Regions from separate parts of the Sus scrofa genome. Here region 2 is linked to region 1. The links are chromatin contacts, called in public HiChIP or PLAC-seq maps. All regions are on one chromosome and are shown on one strand. The core of a region is the stretch at or near the end of the contact, and the rest is flanking DNA. Distances in the headings are between cores, read along the strand shown.

The links. HiChIP or PLAC-seq counts read pairs in DNA pulled down with a chosen protein or histone mark.
Region 2: a contact with region 1 is called in an H3K27ac HiChIP or PLAC-seq map of alveolar macrophages. The contact joins the promoter of POLM here to the promoter of YKT6 in region 1. A contact is called at or near these places in 3 of 5 promoter capture datasets (fetal skeletal muscle, liver and skeletal muscle), 19 of 47 Hi-C or Micro-C datasets (adipose tissue, alveolar macrophages, brain and 13 more) and 2 of 2 datasets of contacts at active chromatin or transcription factors (alveolar macrophages and skeletal muscle).

What each region holds. Positions count from the first base shown.
Region 1 is chr18:50,968,771-50,974,505 of Sscrofa11.1, forward strand. It overlaps YKT6 (YKT6 v-SNARE homolog), which reads right to left and starts at 2,614. Exons shown (of 7, transcript NM_001244914.1): 1 at 2,023-2,614. The coding sequence starts at 2,126.
Region 2 is chr18:51,075,162-51,080,930 of Sscrofa11.1, forward strand. It overlaps POLM (DNA-directed DNA/RNA polymerase mu), which reads left to right and starts at 2,684. Exons shown (of 11, transcript XR_309140.3): 1 at 2,684-4,616.

The DNA.
Region 1 (5,735 bases), core at 1,364-3,863:
GCCCCTGTGCCACTGCACTTGTGTTAACCATCTGAAACTGGTCTGGGTGTCGCAAACCAGTCAGGTGACATGGCCTATGGCAAAATCTCTGCGGGTCTTCAGGACACGGGGGCAGGGGAAAAAGAAAAAGAATCAGGGTTAGCTAAGGTAGCACCAACGGCTCCATCACAGAAAAGGAGCGACACAGACAGGAGGCGTCATGGTAAAGAAAGCCAAGTTCCAGGGAGGACCCAAAAAAGTAGTAAGTTTCCAAGAAAATAACAAGAGGAATTGTTTCAGATCCTGCCAGCAAGAACAAAACAGCTGTAACAACAACAAAACAAACCCGACTGAAAAATGGGGAGAAGACCTAAATCAACCTTTCTCCAAAGACAGACGGATGGCCAGGAGGCAAATGAAAAGACGCTCAACATCGCTAATTACTAGAGAAATGAAAGTCACAACTACGAGGTTCCATCTCATACCATCCCATTAGGAAGTCTACAAATAACAAATGCTGGAGGGGGTGTGGAGAAAGGGGAACCCTCCTGCACTGTTGGTGGGAATGTAAGTTGGTACAACCACAATGGGTAACACTATGTAGGTTCCTCAGAAAACTAAAACTAGAACTACCGTATGACCCAGCCATCCCACTCCTGGGCAGCTATGCAGGCTAAACCATAATTCAAAGAGGTACATGCACCCCTGTATTCATAGCAGCACTGTTCACAGTAGGCAAGACAGGGAAACTATCCAAATGCCCACTGACAGATGAATGGATTAAGAAGATGTGGTATATATATACACACATACATACAATGGAATACAACTCGGCCATAAATGTATTGCCATTCACAGAGACAGAGATCCAACCGGAGATATCACACTAAGTGAACTAAGTCAGAAAGACAAAGACAAAGACCGTATGATATCACTTATATGTGGAATCTAAAGTATGGCACAAAGCAACTCATCTACAAAACAGGAACAGACCCACACACTTTGAGGACAGACGTGTGACTGACCAGCAGGAGGGGAGGGGGAGGGGATGGACTGGGAGTCTGGGCTTAGTGGATGTGCAAACTATTACATTTAGAACGGAAGAACAATAAGGTCCTACTGTACAGGACAGGGAACTATACCCAGCCCCTCGGGATAGACCATGATGGAAGATAATACTGAAAAAAAAAAAAATATGTGTACGACTGAGTCACTTTACTGTGTAGCAGAAACTGGCAACACACTGTACATCAACTATACTTTCACTAAAAAAAAAAAAGAAGAAGAAGAAGAAGACAACTGCACTGAAAGAATGAAAACAGAATCCAGACGGCAGATTCTACCAGACTTGGGGACTGGGTGACCACAGACCTGGATTCCGTCGGGTCCTTCTCCTTTTGCGCCTGAGTCACCCCCACCCCCCCACAATCCGGCTGGAAGTGTCTGTGGTTCTCCGAATACCCACCTTACTGCATTTACACGCCTCACAAATGTTTGAAAGCTTGGAAGCCCTACAAATCCCACGCGTCCTCCCAAACCATAGAGAGGACCGTAAAGAGCATGTAACTTTGGTGAGTCCTGGCTGGTTCGACATCATCGCTTGGGGCCTCAGTGACTTCATTCACTCGACGGGAGAGTACAGCACTCTCTCCGAGAGGAGGGTAGAAAGCCCCACCGGAACGTCTAAACGTGGCTCTTGAGGCGTGGCACACAAGCTTCCCGGGTCAGAACTACTGAGCGGGAGCTGCGGGCTTAAAACAGAGACTTCTGGGTTTCAACCTACTAGTTCGGACTGTCTGGGCGTGAACCTGGGGAATCTGCACTTTTTCACAGCCCCGTTCTACTTCTCACGCGACCGAAATCCTACAGGAGCCCGCCCTGGAGCGGGGTGCAGAAAGCCTTCCGAGGTCGAAGGGAGAAGGGTTCCTCAGAGGCACAGTCCACAGCCGGAGGAGGAGGCCGCCGCTGGGCTCCGCTACGGGGGGCCGAGCCGCGGGCCTCCCCCGATTCCGGGCCCGGCGATCCCCGCCCAGGCCCGCTCACCTGGACCTCTGGAAGAAGCTGAAGGAGGACACGTCGTACGCGGCTTTGAGCAGCACCACCTTGGGATCGCCTTTGTAGAGGACGCTGAGGCTGTAGAGCTTCATGGCGCCGAGGCCTCGGGCCGGCCACCCGCCCGGCCGCGGGACCGGCTCGCAGGGAGGAGGGCGGCGCCGCCCCTCGAGACCGCCGCCGGCTGCTGACGGGTCGGCCACCGGCTTCCTCCCCCTGGCTCGGGGTTCACTTCCGCTTCCGGTCCGGGGCGGCCGCCTGAGGCTTAACGAAGAGTTTGCGTGCCCCGGATGCAGAGAGGGGCGGCCGGAAACGTGAGCGAGGGGCGGGGCATGGTGCTGCGCGTGCGCGTGCGCTCGCCGCGGTCTCTCGGGGCTGTCTTGGGCCGCCCGGCTCTTTCTCCCGCAGTCTTTAGCCTTTTCCTGCAATCGTCCTCTCCGACGGCCGTCCCTTTTCCGACTGGTTGGTTCTGAGTCTTCTCGGGGGGTCCAGGGTCCCCCAGGACCGTCCTCCCTCCGAGCAGTGAGATCCAGAGCAGCACCCACGAGCCAGTGCTTTGTGCACCCTACAGGGGCGACTTTGATTTATGGGCGAACCGCCTTCCCGGTACCTGTTTTGTAAATCAGATCTCCTTTTGAGTAAAGGGGAGGAACCTTTTCTTCTACAGGCTCCTGCCAGAAGGTAAAGGCATGCCTCTCATTTTCAGATGATCTGATTCCGCTCATGCCCTTCCCAGGCCTTCCTCCTGCCCTCGTGGGAGCAAATCCCTGGTCACACAAGACCCTTGAGCACAACCCTGCAGGGGTGAAGGCTCCCGGGCCTGCCCCACCACCTGTGAAACCAGTTGTCAGACTAACCACTGATTTGAGAGCCAAACTGCTGACCTCACCGAGTAGCAGGGCCGCTTCACCCCAAAAGGGGCAGGTGTAAAGTGACTTGGTGTAAAGTCATTTTGCTTGAGATGTAAAAATAATGCTTTTTTCCGTGGATGGCCATAAATGAGGCTCCGTTCCCTAGGGGTACCGCCTCTTGCCCTTTTCTTGTTTATTAAATGGTAATCAGAAAGCATCTTGAAGGACACACACAAAAAGGGACCTTTTCTTTGGAAGTTGGCAGTAAGCTTCTACAACTATCATGCTAGAAGCAGCCAGATCTGAAATGATGGGAAAGAGATGGTACATTTGAAAAATCAACACCATCCCTCTAAACATTCTAAATTAGGGTGTCTCAACCTCGGTGCTATTGGTATCTTGGGTTGGATAATTCTTGTTGTTAGGGGGCTGTCCAGGCATTGTAGGCAGCATCTTAGGCCTTGTACCTACTAGATGTAGCATTCCACCCGCCACTGGGCAACCAAAAATGTCTCTGGACATTCCCAAATGCGCCCTGGGGAGCAGTGGTTTAGAGGACCATTGCTCTAGATATTCTTGTGGCTGAAGGAAGTTCCCACCACCTGCCCTTTCACTCAGCACCTTCCTCCCCAACCCTCTTCCCTGGGTATTTCCAAGTGCAAAGGATGGAAAGGGATTTTTCTTACATCTCCTTCATTGTGGTACCAAACCTCAAGAACAGCCTTTGGCCAATGCCAGGCCAGCTACCCACAGACAGCACACTAGACAGTGTCACAAGAAGACTGGATGGTGGAGAGCCGTCAGTGTAGTCCTATCCTAACTGCGCTGACACCGCTGCCCGATAGGGGGCGAGCGAGAGCCGTTTCTGAGGAAAACAGGCCCCTTTTCTTTTGCCCCAAAACTTGTACAAAAGGAGGAACCAGGAGGACAGCGTTTGGTTGGAATATATTTAAATGTATTCACTTGACACATAACAGTAGTTTCCCTTATAGCAAACACTTCCTATATGCTACCTTATTTATTTATGTCTTTTTAGGGCTGCACAGGCCGCATATGGAGGTTCCCAGGCTAGGGGTCGAATCAGCTGTAGCCGCCGCCCTACGCCAGAGCCACAGCAACATGGGATCTGACCTACACTGCAGCTCAGGGCAACACCGGATCCTTAACCCACAGAGCAAGGCCAGGGATCAAACCAGCGTCCTCATGGACACTGGTTGGGTTCATTAACCAATGAGCCAGGACGGGAACTCCTATATACTACCTCATTTAATCCTCACAAAAACAGAGGACGATATACCACCTTAGAGACATAGAAACTGAGACCCAGGTTAAGGAGATCGCTAGTAAGACGCACATACCAACACGAAACCACATAACAAACTCATAGCCAGCTCCACCCTAGCAGCTCTCTCCCTCCTCTCACCCTTGCTCAGCCTCCATCCCCCCAGAAAAACTAACTTGGCCAAAGTGGTTACAAACGCCCCACGTTCATCCATCTTTCTCAGAAGCAAGACCCACCTTCCATTCCGTCCCTCCAGCTGTCACCCCAACTTGGATTCAGTCCCAGCCCTGCCACAAACCACCAAACCACAAAAGTGAACAAACCATTAACCTCTCTGGTTATGGTTTCTCTTTCATTTGCAAAACTGGAAAAATATCTTGTTGCTGGAAATGATAAGACATTATATTCCAAGCTCTGGTCATAGTAGATGTTTAATAAGTAACAACAGCAATGATTATATGTGTCGTTATCATTCATGACAAACAGGAGGAGAGGTCACCGTAGGTTACAGGCTGTGGGAAATGGAGATTTTGGCCACAGGCTTAAATTTGTTAGAGGCCTATAGATTGCAGAATAGTATTGTATCTGTTTTAATTTCCTGATTTCAATCATGGTGTTGTGGTTATGTAAGAGAATTCTTTGGTTTTAGGAAATAAACACAAGTACCGAGGGGTAAAGGGATGTCATGTCTGCAGTGGGCTCTCAAAGGGTCCAGAAGTATTTATAATATATATGGAGGGGGAAGCAAATATTGTAAATTTATGTATTTATTTTTATTTATTTATTTATTTATTTTTTAGGGCCACACTTGCGGCATGTGGAAGTTCCCAGGCTAGGGGTCAAATCAGAGCTACAGCTACCGGCCTCCACAGCCGCAGCAACACGAGATCCAAGCTGCACCTGCGACCTACACCACAGCTCATGGCAATGCCGGATCCCTGACCCACTGAGCGAGGCCAGGGATCTTACCCACATCCTCATGGATACTAGTTAGATTCCTTTTCGCCGCACCACGGCAGTAACTCCCAAATATGGTAAATTTAAAGAGTCAGGATGAAGGGTATCCAGGAGTTTACTGTACTGTTCTTGCAGCTGTTCTGTAAGTCCGAAATTATGGGGATAGAAAAAATTGCAGGGAAGACTGGCTGACGTTCTGCATGCAGCATCCACAGGTGAGGGGGTGGCACAGCCCTCTGGAGTCCAGGCCGCCCTAGTGAGCTGGGCTCTAGAGGACCAGCTCATCCATCTGCAGCTCGTTTGTCCATGACAAATGCTTGAGGTCCCTTAAGTTGCCCCCACAGAGTGAGGCAGGCAGCCACCCACCTTCCAGGCTTTGCTCAGCTCACAGAAAGTGCTTGGTTTAGCTGCAGAGCAGAACCCTCTAGGGAGGTGGATAAAAGCTGGGAGAGAGGCACACCCCAGGAGGCCCAGCCCAGGGGGAACCCAGCCATTCAAAAATGGGCAACCGATGTGGTCAGGCCTCCAAAGGAGTTCAGAGCATGTCACCTTGAATATGACACTTTGACATACTGATTATTTTGAGTTCTTTGAGAAATAGCAGATGCAAGAAG
Region 2 (5,769 bases), core at 1,434-3,933, 110 kb after region 1:
AGCCCAGGCCGTGAAGCCCATCAGCAGAGTCCAGACCTGAGTCTGGCGCAGAGCTGTGGACTCACGGTTGTGGGTTGAATGGTGGCCCTCCCCAGTTCATACCCTTGGGAAAACTCTGAACCATATTTGGAATAAGGGTCTCTACAGATGTGATTAAGATGAGAATTTCAAGATCAGGTCATCCTGAATTAAGGGTGGGCCTTAAACCCAATAACGGGTATCTTTAAAAGGAAAGGGGAGCCTATAAAATTGGATTGTGATGATCATTGTACAACTATAAATGTAATACATTCATTGAGTAATAAAAAAATAATAAAATAAATAAATAAATAAACGGAAAGGGGAAGGTACAGAGGGAAGGCGGCCATTGGAGATGGGGCAGAGGTTGGAGGGATGCAGCCAGGAACCACCAGAAGCAAGAAGAGGTGGGAACAGCCTTCCCCTCGAACGTTCTGAGGGAACATGGCCCTGCTGTCAGCTTACTCATAGAGTTCTGGCCTTCAGAACGGCGAGAGAAGACATTTCTGTTGTCTTCAAGCTCTCTGATTTGTGGTCATTTGTTGTAGCAGCCACAGGACCCAAGTTCCAGGTGCTATGAATCGTGTTCCTCCAAATGCAGGTGTCGAAGCCCCAACCTCCAATGCGACTGCCTTTGGAGAAAGGGCTTCTAGGAGTAAAAAGGTGACATGAGGTCAGAAGGGGGGGTGCAAACTCAATAGGACTGATGGCCCGATAAGAGGAAGGTTCCCTCTCTCTCTCTCTGCCTTTCTCCTCCTCTCTCTACGAGCACACAGAGATGGCGTTGGCGCACAGGGAGACGGCGGCCACCTACAAGCCAAGGGTGAAGGCCTCAGAATGACACCTGCCTTGCCAGCATCTTGATCCTGGTTTTCCAGCCTCTAGAACGATGAGAAATGTTCCTGATGCTTCAGCTGCCCTGTCTGTGGTATTTTCATGCATCAGCCCAAGGGACAGATACACCAGGCAGCCCAAACCCACAGCGATGGGGTGTGTAGCTCAGAAAGGCCCAGGGCCAGTGCTAGAGGCCAGAGCTTTGGGCCAGTGGCCCTCAGGAGCTTCAGTCCAGCAGCATCAGCAGTCTGGCCGCACACTCCCGGCTCCAGAATGTTGCTGGCGAGTAGCCCGCAGGAGATGAGAGCCGGGAGGGGGGGTGGGCTTCAGAGCCAGGGCAGAATCCTGGCCCCACAGGCCAAGGACAGGTGCCAAGAGCCCTGAAGTGAACTTCAAAGAAGCTGCTCCGTGGGGAGGTTTTATGAAGGTCACGAGGACTGAAAAATCACTCCCAGAGGCCTCTCTGAACTGGAAGTAGGAACAGGAAATCCTTAGATGAGATTCATCTTGGAAAAATGCAAGCTCATACATCTGGGTACAGCTAATCCAAACACAGCCTGAGAGAGCCACAGTGCGGAGCAGGGGGGCGGACTGCCACCCGCAGGGCAGCCGAAGGGGCCCAGCCAGGAGGTCACCTCTGCACAGCCTCTGATTCTTGCTTGTTTTTTAGGGCCGCACCTGTGGCATATGGAAGTTCCCAGGCTATGCGTCGAATAGGAGCTGCAGCTGCCGGCCTACACCACAGCCACAGCCGTGCAGGGTCCAAGCTGCATCTGCGAACTACACTGCAGTCCTTAAGCCACTGAGCAAGGCCAGGGTTCAAACCCATGTCTTCATGGATACTAGTCAGGTTCCTTATTGCTGAGCCGCAGTGAGAACTCCCTACAGCCTCTGATTTTTGTGGAGGCGGGGGTTGGCTTCAGTGTGGGCAGCGGGAGGCTGGGGACTTAGACATCTGGGAACCCCAAGCCAGGTTTATTGGAAATAGAGGGCTGAGGTCTCGCTTCCCAGCTGGCCGGGCAGTGACCTGGTGGTCCAGGGAGGGGAGGGGAGGAGCATGCCTACCATCAGTGCCGTGGCCTTGCCCACTGGTGCCCAGGCCTCCACTCAGTGGGCACTGAGGATCTCCCTCCTCCCTCAAAGACCTCCCTGGGCCTGTGGAAAGCCCTGTTTTCCTCTGTTCTGCAGTCTCTCAAGACCACACGGGTTTGATCTGGATTCCGGCAACCCGAAGAAGCACCGAGGCACTGTAGGTAGGTCAGACATCCTTTTATTGGCTTCGAGAGCCGTGGTGAAGTCCCTGCCACCTTTTTTACTGGTACAGAACAAAGCCAGCAATTTGCTGAGGCGTTACTCAAGGGGCGGTGGTCATCGGGTTCTATGGCCCGTGCACACGCAGAGCTATGATTCTATACTAGCTGCTGTGGCACTTCCCCATCGGAACATGGTGGCAGGCAGAAAGGGCCTGCGTTATCCCATTCTCCCCACATCCTCATTTTTGCAAGTTGCCCAGTGTTTTAAGGATTCAGATGTGATGGGTCCTTCAGGTGTGATGGGTCTCTCCCCAGGAGAGAAACCAGGTGCCCCGGATGAAGAGGAACAGAAGTGGTGGCAGTCCCGTCGTGGCTCAGCAGAAGCAAATCCGACTCGTATCCATGAGGACACAGGTTCCATCCCTGGCCTTGCTCAGTGGGTTAAGGATCTGGCATTGCTGTGAGCTGTGGTGTAGGTCGAAGATGAGGCTCGGATCCCGAGTTGTCGCAGCTGTGGCATAGGCTGGCAGCTACAGCTCCGATTCAACCTCTAGCCTGGGAACCGCCATATGTCACAGGTGTGGCCCTTAAAAAAAAAAGAGGGACAGGAATGGCTTCAGGGGATAGACAGCAGCCCCCTGAGGAGAGGCAGAAGCCACAGACTGGGAACTCAGTTCCGAGAACCCCTTCCAGGGACCCTGGGCGCTCTTCCTTCTCCGATGGCAGGAGAAATGAGCACAGGAAGTGAGAGAGGTGCCACATCCAGGGCTCCTGGCTTTGAAGTGGTGTCCTGGGCCCAGGAGGGCCGGTTGGGAACTGATGCGGAGGCCCATCTGCCTCCCTCAGCCACCTGTCCACCGACAAGAGCAGGACCCCAGGGGAGAAGATTTGGGCAAGTGGTGGGACCAGGGGTGACATGGTCTAACAAGGTGATTGCAAAACCTAGAAAGAAACATGGGAACCCTCAGTATGGTCTAGATGTCAGCTTTCCCAACCTGATCTAGGGACTCAGCACAGTACCAGTTCTTGGAAAAGCAACTGCTGGTGAGGTTTTTGTTGTCATTTTGCTGGATACGGTGGTCAAATTGGCTTTCCAAAAGCCCCTCCTACAAACTGCCAATTCCCTCACACCTTTAAAAGGTGAGGTCAATTTTGTAAACACCCGGTAATGTGACAGGTGAAGATACTCTCATTTGAACTGGCCCTTCCCTAGGGATTGGACAGGTGGGGCAGTATTTCATCTGTGAAATGCCTACTGGTGTTCTTGCTCTTTGCCTTTCCCTCATTTATCTTAGGACAATTTCATAATTACAGGAATTGGATTTAAATTCAAAATGTGTTACGCTCTTCCCCCATTTGCCTTTTAATTTTAAAATACATTTTAAATTTGTGTGTAGTCAAGTGTATCGTCCTTCTCCTTTGGGTCTCCAGGTTTATTGTGATACTTAAGACTATAAAAACATTCACCGACGCCGCAGTACATTTGTTGTTTCGTTTTTAGAGTTGAATGTTTGATCCATCTGGATTTTATTTCAGTATTAGGCACTGAGGGAGGGAGCCAACTTCTACTTTTCCAAATGGCCGGCCAGTCGTCCCAACGCCATTCGACTGAAAAGACTTTAAAACCCTTCCCGGGGCTTGAAGCGGCCGCTCCCCCAGCTCACTCCAAGCTCGCGTGTCCGCCGGGGCCCGGGTTCAGGGACCCCGCGCCGCCAGGTTTCTGCGGCCCACCGGCCCAAGAGCCCTGGTGCAGCGCGACCCAGTCGGAGGGGGCGAACAGCAGGGCCTGGGGCCGATACGCCCCTCGGCTGAGAACGGATCCCTCTCCTACCCGCCCAAGATCGACCACCAAACCCCCGACACCGCCTTGCAATTTCCCCTGCTGCCCTCCGAGGACGAACCCCGACGCCCGCCTGGAGGTTTCCCCAACCTCTAGCCTCCTCCCTCCGGGCTCAGACCCTTTACTCTCGCCCCCTCCCCCCTCCCGCTCTCTTCCCGGGTGGTCTCAAGAATGGGGCGGGGCTTTCGGCGAAGGTAATTTAAATAAAAGGCGTGTGCTCCGGTTCTATTTGCATAGAGGCGGGGCCTCTGGAGCCGGGAGGCCGGAACACCCAGTCGGGTGGGAGCCCTGGACCTCCTCCTCCCTCCGAGAGACTCTGGGGGCGGGAGCCTTCCGGACCTAATTTGCATGGGGCGGGGCTTGCCTCCCCGAGAGGAGCCGGGCGCCACTTCGCTCTTCAGCCGGCTTCCGCCGCTTGCTTCCGCCTTCCGCCGGCTCTCCTTCTGCTCTCCTGCCGGCTTCTCCGTGTCGCGGGGCGCCGAGGCCAGGGCCGGGATGCTCCCCAGACGGCGGCGAGCGCGGGTCGGGCCGCCTGAGGCCGCCCCCTCCTCCGCCGCGCGCTTCCCCGGGGTCGCGATCTACTTGGCCGAGCCACGCATGGGCCGCAGCCGCCGGGCCTTCCTCACACGCCTGGCGCTCTCCAAGGGCTTCCGAGTCCTGGACGCCTACAGGTGCGCGGTCCCGGCGAGGCTCGCGGCCCGGCGGGGCCACCTGCCCGGGGCCCATCTGCCCTGGGGGCGCGGGGCGGGTGCGGCGCGCACGGTCTCGCCTCACTGGGGGCCGTGGCTCGCCCGTGTCGATTCGGCATCACCGTGCCTTCGCGCCCGGTGGACCCGAGGGCGCTGCAGCGTGGCGTGATGACCTGAGCCCAAAATGCCCGTGCTCGGTACTTTGCAGCTGACCAGCCACTTTGACTTTGTTTCTTTACAGCTGGGGATTTTGAAGCCTGAATTGACTTGCACGCAGCTGGCCCCGGGGCAGAGGGGCACCTGAGATTTTTGGATTCCAAGTTAGCCCTGGCACTTCTTGGTCGTATGGCCTTTCTGTCAGTTTCCTCTTTGTGCTAGCAGTTAGGCCAGGAGTGTTCTGTAGGACACGGAGAGAACGTATGCCAGACACATCGTCCAGGGCTATGCGGTGTAGTGGTGGTGCACTGTCCGGCTCTGGATGAATTCGTCTTGCCCTGTTAGCTAAACTGACTTCTCGCCTCAGACTTGAGAAAGTGACTTGAGCCAGGCTCCAAGAGTAGGTAAAAAAAAAAAAAAAAAAAAAAAAAAAGCAGTTACTGGAGTTCCCATTGTGGCACAGTGGGTTAAGGACCTAACACTATCTCCTTGGGGAAGTGGCTTTGATCCCTGGCCCTGCTCTGTGGGTTAAGGATCTGCAAGGTGCCACATGTGTCACAGATGCAGCTTGGATCTGGTGTGGCTGTGGTAGAGGCCTCAGTTGCAGCTCCATTTCAGCCTCTAGTTTGGGAACTTCCATATGCCACAGGTGTGGCTGTAAAAGGGGGGAAAAAAAAGCTGCTATAGAAACAATACTGAGAGTAAGGGAAAGGGGTTCTCATGGTTTTGAGGTTTAAAGAGCAAATGGATCAGGAGCCAGTCCCTGAAGTTTTTTTTAATTTTTTTTTTTTTTTAATTTCCCCATTCCCAGAGGTGTGGAAGAACCACTCAGGAGAAAATAATATTAGCAGTCTGAGTGTACTGGGTACTAGCTAAGCCCTTTTGCTTATTAACTCATTTAATCTTTACAGCAAAGCCTACAAAGTAGATACGTTGTTACCCCCGCTCTGCAGAGGAGGAAATCAGAGTGCAGAGAGAA